Linked DNA regions of Rattus norvegicus: region 2 is linked to region 1. Evidence: chromatin contacts called from public Hi-C data. All regions are on one chromosome and are shown on one strand. Each heading gives the region's core, a stretch centred on a gene start, on an enhancer-like site or on the middle of the called end of the contact. The rest is flanking DNA. Distances are from core to core; before and after follow the strand shown.

Region 1 (4,458 bases), core at 1,936-4,435:
AAAATGTTATTTAAATAGTTCAGGATTTATTTCTGCCTGTCAAATTTTTACTTAATGCATTTTCTGATTTTTTATGTATTCACAAATTAGATTTTAACAGATTTATATGACATCTTCTCTTTGGACACACATAATTTTTGAGACTCACGAGGAAATCCCTGTCCTGTTTTATGCATCAATATCAAAATCTCTACATAAAAGAGAAAATTATTTCTCATCTCCTTTGTTGAAATAGTCTATTATTTCTTAACATGTATTGTGAAATATCCATGTATTTACCTAAGTACCAATTATAGTGACAGCATGACTAGAGATTGGTATGGAATGATTTTAAACTATGAGGGACCTTTTTGTATTGGTTTTAAAGGCTTTGTTTGTTTTGCAGGATCAGCTCTTTTAGAAACAGATTCTGAGGCAATAGTTTGGGTGCAGGTAGTTTATAAAAGAAACATTCTTACTGCAGATGCATAATGAAGTTGGGGAACAAGCCAAGGAAAAGGAAGAGGCCAAGGACGCATGTGATACCCAACAAGGCCAACTGACTCAGAACTTGCCAATCTCCAAGAATAAAGTCAACATAAACATACCAGAAGAAAGCTTTGAAAGGAGGAATCAGAGTCTGGCTCTTGAATAACCAGAGCTGAAATATGGACAGTAAGATAGTAATAATAGAAGAGAAATTGTCAAAGTACAAAGCAAATAAACCACAAGGAACAATAGCCCTCACATATAATCCCAGCATTCAGAAGGACCGTGAGATAAAGAGCAGCCTGTGCTGTGCTGTGAGACTCTGTATCAGAATATAAGTAGGAAGAAAACAGGAAAACATGCTTAATTTTCAATTACTGTTGTCCTATAGACCCATAAAATAAGATATTGTATCTATGGAGTCAGAACAGTAGATTATAAGAAGTAATATGTAATAGGAGAGAACACTTTTAACTAAAAAATTATTGTGAGTCAGGCAATTCAGTGTTGGAAGATAGCACAAAAATGGAGAAATAATAAAAGTCTATGAGATCAATTAATCTTGCTTATAATTTATAGAATTGGAATTTAAAGAGGACTTGAAACAAAGAAAAGGGAAAATTTAAGGAATCAATTTAAGTGACTTAGAAAAGTGGACAAGTGTTATCTTTCAAGTGCAAATGGTCTTATGGAATGCTCACCATAAAGAATAAAGTTTAAATTACAATCAAGCATATAAGTCTAAAATTTCAGAAAGTTTGAAATAGAAAAAACTTTTTTAAAAAATAAAATGAGTCTCTGTGTGCATGTGTGTCTTTGTGGTATCTATGTGGTATCTATGTGGTATCTATGTGTTACCTATGTATGTGTATGATACCAGTATGTATCTATGTGTGGGCTTACACACTTGTACATATGTTTATGTATCCATGGAGCCCAAGGATGTCCAGTGTCTTCATTTATCACTCTAAATTTTATTCTTTTGGAATGGGACCTCTCAACGAACTCAAAACTTGCACTTTAGCTAGGCTAACTGACCAGAAAGTTCTAAGAACTCGCGACCAGAAAGTTCTAAGAACTCGCTCGTTGTCTTAGTCAGTAACAATGCTGGAAAGAGACACTATGGCCACTACAACTCTTATAACAGAAAGAATTCAAATGAGGCTGGCTTATAGCTTGTAGGTTTAGTCTATTATTGTCCTGGCAGGGTGTGTGGCATCACGTAGGCAGACACGGCTCTGGAGAATGACCTGTGAGGCAGCATCTGGATCTGTAGGCAGGAGGAAGACAGAGTCCCTGGGCCTGGATTGAACATTTGAAACTGAACTTTCAGTCAAAGCCCAACACCATTGACTTACTTCCTCCAACGAGGCCACACCCACTCCAACAAGGTCATACTTCCTAATAATGACACTCCCTATTGATCAAGCATTCCAGTTTATATGAGTCTTTGGAAGTCATTTTTATTCAAACCATCACACTTATCCCTACCATCAAATGCTGGTCTTACTGGGGCAAGTAGGTGTTCCTTTTTATGTGGGTGCTGGGGATTCAAAGTCAGATCCTTGCATTTGCATAACAAATTCTCTTTTATGCACTGAATGATCTCCTCAGCTTCAGGAGTCCATTGTCTGGTAAGCACAGTGGTCCTGTTTTCTAGTGCATTTTATACCTTGTGCACATGGTAGTATGGGGGCTTTGAGCATATTTTGTCATAGCAGAGCATTTGTGTAATGGCGTCATGAATGCATGGGTAATTCCTCTTATTGCAAGATAATCTCAGCAATGAAATTCCATTTTCACAACTCCAGAGCACCCCCTCATCACACCTAACGCTTGCTTTTGCTGTATTTGCCGTGGGAGACTCCCCTTCATGCTTTGCTTCCTACTTTTCAGTTAAAGCTGACAAGATTGAAATTCCCCAGCTCTGATGTACTGTGAGAGATACAGTTATTATTATTTTTTGAAAGGTGCTTCTGGAAGGCTTTGGCTGTGAAAGGCAATGGACAGGTTCACGGGCTTCAGAGCTTAAAACAGAGATGACGAAGTAGGCAACAAGTAGGAAGAAAGCATTGAGCAGGCTGGAGACTTGGCAAGGGACTTAGCCTGATGTGGGAGGACCGTACCCTTCCCCCTTTCTCTTCACAGATCTGCTCCTTAGGGTACCAGCGAAATGCTGACGCTGACTTGGTTGTGGAACCCGCAGTCTGTGTGACGCACAAGTGGGTGGATTGCCCTGCAGCCTGGTAACCATGGAGAGGTGGTAATATAAAGGCTATTTCTGGCTTCAGCTGTGAGACAGGGGCATGCTTTCTTATATAAACAGTAAATAGAGAAGATGCAGTAGACTCAGGCCCGATCCCTCCTTTAATCACAGATGACTGGATACCTTTTGTCTTCTTTAGCTGCAGGATTCCATGAAAACCTACCTGGATAGTTACTCCTCTATTTAAAATAGTAGTCAAAATACGGTATAGAAATCAAGTGTCAAATTCTTAGGAAGCTCCCAGATTTCTAGCTTCTTAAGACTTCTTTTTTTTCTTCTTCAGAAACTCAAAACATCAAGCCCTGCTCTGTTTCAGGAAGTATACCTATTTCCTTCTCAGGCTTCTGCCCCTGGTTTCGTGGGAAGAGTGGTGCAGGGGCGGAGGGGGCAGATACTTACCTGTGAGAAGTACGTGAGGACTTACATACTTTAAGCACCTGGTGCTAGAGGGTGGTGGGCTGCTCGCACAACAGATCATCACCTTGCTCCCCCTCAGCCTCTGTGAACAACCAGAGCAATTACATGAAGAGGGAATGAGATGGTGTAGGGAGGGGCTAGCCTGCCACCCTCTTTTAATGGGCTTCAGAAGGGTTTTAATGTATGTTGTTAGATGCTAGAAATAACAATACCACTTAGAAATCTTCAAGGACTGAGTTTTCCTGTGACTGATTTCTTGTAAGCACGTCTTCCTAAGCTTTTAAAGGCCAGAATGTATTACCTCCATTCCTTTGTGGTACTTTAGTTTGCCAGGCATGTGATCTGACAAAGCATTCCTTTTAAAAAAAAAAACCAAGGACAAACAACCATTGCTAAAGATGTACAAATCCTTATCTTGTGTATCCCAAGCATCTGCTTGACTTCCTTGGGTTTGGGAGGTAACATTGAATGCTGAAGGTACGGATGTGACCTGATTTGATGTAGAGGTTTTCAGGGTTGAGCAGGAGTCACAAAGCTAGAGTCCTGTAAGTGGTATAAGGTAGTAGCAACAGTTCTACCTGTTTGATGCTATGCAGAGGGGGACCTTGAATTAGATATATCTGGTAAAATAGCTATGTGGGAGTTATGGAAGGGTCCAATGGGAACGTGGCACAGTGTTTCCATTTGAGCTGGATGCTAACTGACTCAAGTGATAGGTTTAGGAATCTCATCAGCAACTTTTGATGGGCAAGGAGTAGAAACAGAGGACAAAATGAACTGTAGCTGTTCAGATTGTATTTATTCCTTTTCAGCGTCTGCAACTTGGGACTGGAAGCTCCTTTGGGTAAACTGTGGAAACAACCAAAGCTAATCTGTGCTCAGGAGAAGTGGACTTGAGCCATAGTTTCAGGTGGCCAATGGCAGCTGTTGTATCTCAGTGACCTGAAAGTGGCAAACGGTAATCTCCTTTGTGACTCCTAGATGTTCAAGTGATTTTCCAAGTCACTGCTTTCTACATGCCAATAGAAGCCTATGAATTAGAGGTTGGGGTTTGGACCAGCATTGACTAGCACAGAAAGAGCAGCACAAACTCCTAAACTTCCTTCTGAAAATTATACCCTAGGCAAGTAATGTAGTAAAGACAGTCCCACAAGCTTGTCAGTATACGAAGTATACTTGATCTAATAGTATTATGTCTCAGAATAGCTGTTGAGACTTTTAGAATTAGGGAGGGGAGGAAAGCAAAGATTTTATTTTCTAAATTTTTAACAGTTCTGGCGACGGACATGCTTCCGGCTGTCAGTCTC
Region 2 (4,273 bases), core at 262-2,761, 280 kb before region 1:
TGTCTGAAGACAACCCTGTGGTTCAGTGATTGTCAACCTTTGTTATAGTCCTCCTGTGGTGGAGACTTCGTAACCACAACATTATTTCCCATGCTACTTCATAACTAATTTTGCTACGTTATGAGACGTTTTCCGAGGGTCTTAGGTGACTCCTGGGAAAGGGTCTGCCAACCCACCAGAAGTCATGACCCACAGGTTGAAAATCTGTGGTGTGGTTTCTCTGATATGAGAGTGAGTCGAAGGAATCGTGGTGAGAGCTGGAAGGAGCCTGGGTCATCCTGGGTTAGTCTGGAACGGAAGTTAGGGCGGGGGTGGGGCGGGGGATCAGGAGCCGGAAGGAGTTAGTTGGTAAAGCCCTCTCTTGCTTCCCCCATTTCGGCTTGTGGAATCCTCCTTCAGAGGCTCAGGTAGAGGAACCTGGCTGAAGAGATTTACGAATACTGACTGCGTGCCTCTCAGTGAAGTGAGGTTTTTGCCATTGAATTTCTGAGAGAAGAGGCCAGAAAGGTCAGAACTGGAGAGATGATGAGTGGTCTCCTTTCTCTTTTTTTCATTTTTTTTTTTTTTTTTGGTTCTTTTTTTTTTTTCGGAGCTGGGGACCGAACCCAGGGCCTTGCGCTTCCTAGGTAAGCGCTCTACCACTGAGCTAAATCCCCAGCCCCTCCTTTCTCATTTTAACAGAGAACTCCAGACTCAGGTCTTCTCTGGAGGCATCAATGATGGTTCAGAAAACTTACCAGGATGGCCAAAGCTTAATTAATTAATTAATTAATTAATTAATCCCACGCATGTACAGAGGACAGCCTGTGATTGGGTTTCCTCTCTCACCTGACGATCTTGGGGATCAAACTAATGTTATCAGGCTTGGTTGCAAGCATGCTTGCCCACCAGGCACATCATCGGTCCCTTTTAGAAAGTTTTATAGCAGGCAGTGTTAGGGGTCTCCTCTTTCTCTCTCTGCTACCTCACAAGTTCAAGTCCTAATCTCCAGTATTGAGGAGTATGAGCTTGTTTGGAAAAAGGGCTCTGCAGATACCACATGTTATGCCTAGACTCTTAGTTTTAGTGCTGATGGAAAGAGGAACTGTGCACATAGGCACATACCCACCCATGGGGAGGACAGTATATGAGCACCCACCATGAGAAGGGCAGTATATGAACACAAATGTGGATTTCAAGGTGGAAGCCCAGAGGCAATAACAATGGTCAGAAAACCACCAGAATCCAGAAGAGAACTAGAACAGATTCTGAAAGCCTCAGAAGGAATCTCCCTTGCTAAGATCTCGGTCTTAGACCTTTAGTCTCAAAACTGTGGGGCTACCTTTCCGCAATTTAAGCCATTCAGTGTAAGGTGTTGTTATATCAACCCTAGCTGAGCAATACTGATGGGAATGTTGGAGCTCTCTGAAAACGAGCAGAAGTTTCCTCCCAGGCTGACTGATCGGCCCTGACTATCCATACTGTCCTATTGTTACTGCCAATTGCATTTTATACAGAGGCCTGTGGTCTCATTCAGCTCCAGATTCTCCTATATTTATCCAGTGGAACATTGCCTTGCTGTTGCAGGCTGTGTATGTGGAGGCCAAGAATGAAGCTCTTTGTTTAGAAATTGCGTGGTGTACCTAAATAACAGCTATGAGCATATGGAGAACTTTCAAGCTAGAGGCATTTCAGAATTAGGCAAGGGAAGAGAGGCTTCATTTGTCAAAGACATTTTCTGCTCAAATTCATCACAATCTTCCCTGCAGCCTCCCTTCCGGCTCCCCTTTCCCAACCCCAAGTATATAAGAGGCTTTCTTAGCAGCGTAGGCCCAACAGGATGTTAGGAAAAGTGGGTTAAAAAAATAGTACACCAGATAAATGAAAAAACAAACAAACAAATCCCCAAACCAACCCTGTTTATAACATCAGAATTATAAAAAAAGCAGTGGATACGACATCCCTTTCTTGTTTGTTTGCTGGTGGACATGCTTTTAAGTGCATAAGAGCTGTACAGCAAAGGCTAGCCTTTAAGAGAATAACCTCGGTTGTTTCCTCTTAGGAAATTTAGGCATGAAATTCCACCTGCAAGCTTTTGATGCAGATTGCTAGACTGTTAGTGGTCCGTATGCTCGCACCCAATCTCTGAAGCAAACTGAGGCAAGTTCAAGGTCCACTCCAGGCCAGCTTGCTCCAAGGATAAGGTGGGGATAGCTCGCAGGGGTGATTTCCAGTTCAGGTTCCCTGAATTCTGGGTGTCCGGGCTGCCCAGCTCCCGCCGATGCACTACAGCTTCAGAGCTCTGGAGAAGCCTTTGGAATGAAAACATTCCACTGGCTGCCAGGGAAGTGTCGAGGAGGCAGTGAAGGAGCCAGTGAGGAGGCAGCTGCACTTGCTTGTGTGTGGGAAGGAGGTGACTGCTGGGTAGTTGGTATACTAGTTTCACACTCCATTTACGGGGTGTCCCACAGACTTTTCCCTTGTCACCCAAGCCACAGCCTGGGAAAGCGCCAGTCTTCCAGTTGCTTCTGGCATAGAAATTTATGGCTTCATGGTAGGTCTTAGTTAAAGAGAATTTTTAAAACTAGCCTTTTCAGGTTAGCATACAAAGTAATGGTTTCATTATCACATTCTTTTCTTCTCTTTTCTTTCCTTTTCGTGTACGCTCTTCGGTTGGTGGCTCAGTCTCTGCGCGCTCCCAGGGGTCCGGGTTAGTTGATGCTGTTGGTCTTCCTGTGGGGTTGCCCTCCCTTTCAGATCCTTCAATCCTCGCCCTAACTCTTCCACAGGACAATTCTTCCAATTTTATCCTTTTATTGGTTCTTTGTAAATTTCATATCATGCAGCCCACTCCCATTCATCTCCCCCTCCCCTGTACCTACCTTCCACCCTTGCAACCTTCCTCCAACAGAGGAAAAAAAACTCATTGTGGAAGCTGTATTGTGTCACACTGTGTCCCATGGTATAGCCTTTAGTCCACTTCTTTGCTTACAAATGTTCATTGCAGTGACTCATTGGTCTGGTCCAAGGCCTCTGACTTCTGCTACTCAATCAATTCTTACTGAGACTCCTCTTAGGCATTCTGTTGTTGCCCTGTGTCATGGAGATCCTGTAGGTTTGGATCTGTATGACTGGCCTCTTCACGCATTCCTGCAATTCATTGGTAGATGTTGGGGTGGGCCATCTTGGCGCCCAGGAGCGGGGCCTGGGAGGCAGCTGAGCTGGTCAGCCCATCTTTATGGTATTTTTGTATATGTGCTACACTTTTCCTCTTTGTTCCTCTCCCGTACTCCCTCCCATTTCCTGGGTCCACACCACCCCTGCCTCTCTAGCTCATTCCTTTTCTTTCCACAGTCAGACTATGTTGTCTTCTTTGAATGTGTTCCGTTATCCTATCTCCCTACCTCCCTAAAGATCTCTTCCTCTCCTTTTTACCATCACCTTTCCCTTTCATGACGCACGTGCGCATGCACGCACGCACACATACACACGCATGCACGGGTTCTTCATGTAAGCAAACACATGGGGTTTGCCTTTCTGAGCCTGGGTCTTTTCTCTTGACATAAAGATTATCAGTTGCATCTATTTTCCTGAAAACATCATGCTTTCATTTTTTGTCACCGGTGTGTGTCTGTATCGAGTTTTCTTTATCCATCCATCTGTTGATGATGACACCTAATCTGATCTGTATCACAGCCACTGTGAGTTCTATGCCTGTCATTATGCATATGCAAGTATGAGCTGAACTGGTTTCCTGCAGCAGCTTTGGAAGAGGAATTCTCATGTTCATATGTAACTGCAGACAGTCACCACAGTGATAACTGTGCCCAAGGATGTATGCATCCTTGTATAAAAATGGTCTTGTGCTTCCAAGGATGGCAACTTTTGGATACATCTTTTGACACTCTCTTTATAATTGCTACTTTGTAGCAAGATTTAGAACATAAAAATAATAGTCATAAATCCTAATGCTCATTTTAGAATGAGCTTCCCCCAAAATTGTGCATTGGAAATGCCCCCTCCAGAGCAGCAGCACTAAGGGTGACTTCTGTGAAGTGCTTAGGCCTCAAGGGCTCGGTCTTTAGGAATGGACTGGTGTGGATTTTAGAAGGGTTGGAGGAAGAGAGTTCAGATTTTTACTCTCACTTTCCCTTGCATGCTCTCTTGCCTTTTGCTGTGGGCTGGCACAGTAGGAGGGGCCACGCCAGAGGGGGAGCCCATTGACCTTGGATTTCTCAACATTTAGAATAGTGCTCTTAAAATTGTTAAATTACATTTATTTATTTAGCATATG

Evidence for each region. Hi-C and Micro-C count contacts between places; a contact is called where the count stands out from the background.
Region 2: a Hi-C map of frontal cortex shows a contact between it and region 1, with 2.6 times the contacts expected there. The contact joins two enhancer-like sites. A contact is called at or near these places in 2 of 12 Hi-C or Micro-C datasets (frontal cortex and mammary epithelial cells).

Annotation. Positions count from the first base shown.
Region 1 is chr2:44,441,423-44,445,880 of GRCr8, reverse strand. No RefSeq gene overlaps it. Among named protein-coding and RNA genes, the nearest start is that of Pgk1l1, 44 kb to the left of the region's middle. Within about 2 kb of position 3,185, at least 15 of the 93 cell types and tissues checked have an H3K27ac peak or open chromatin away from gene starts, as enhancers often do.
Region 2 is chr2:44,718,974-44,723,246 of GRCr8, reverse strand. No RefSeq gene overlaps it. Among named protein-coding and RNA genes, the nearest start is that of Gpbp1, 100 kb to the left of the region's middle. Within about 2 kb of position 1,511, at least 19 of the 93 cell types and tissues checked have an H3K27ac peak or open chromatin away from gene starts, as enhancers often do.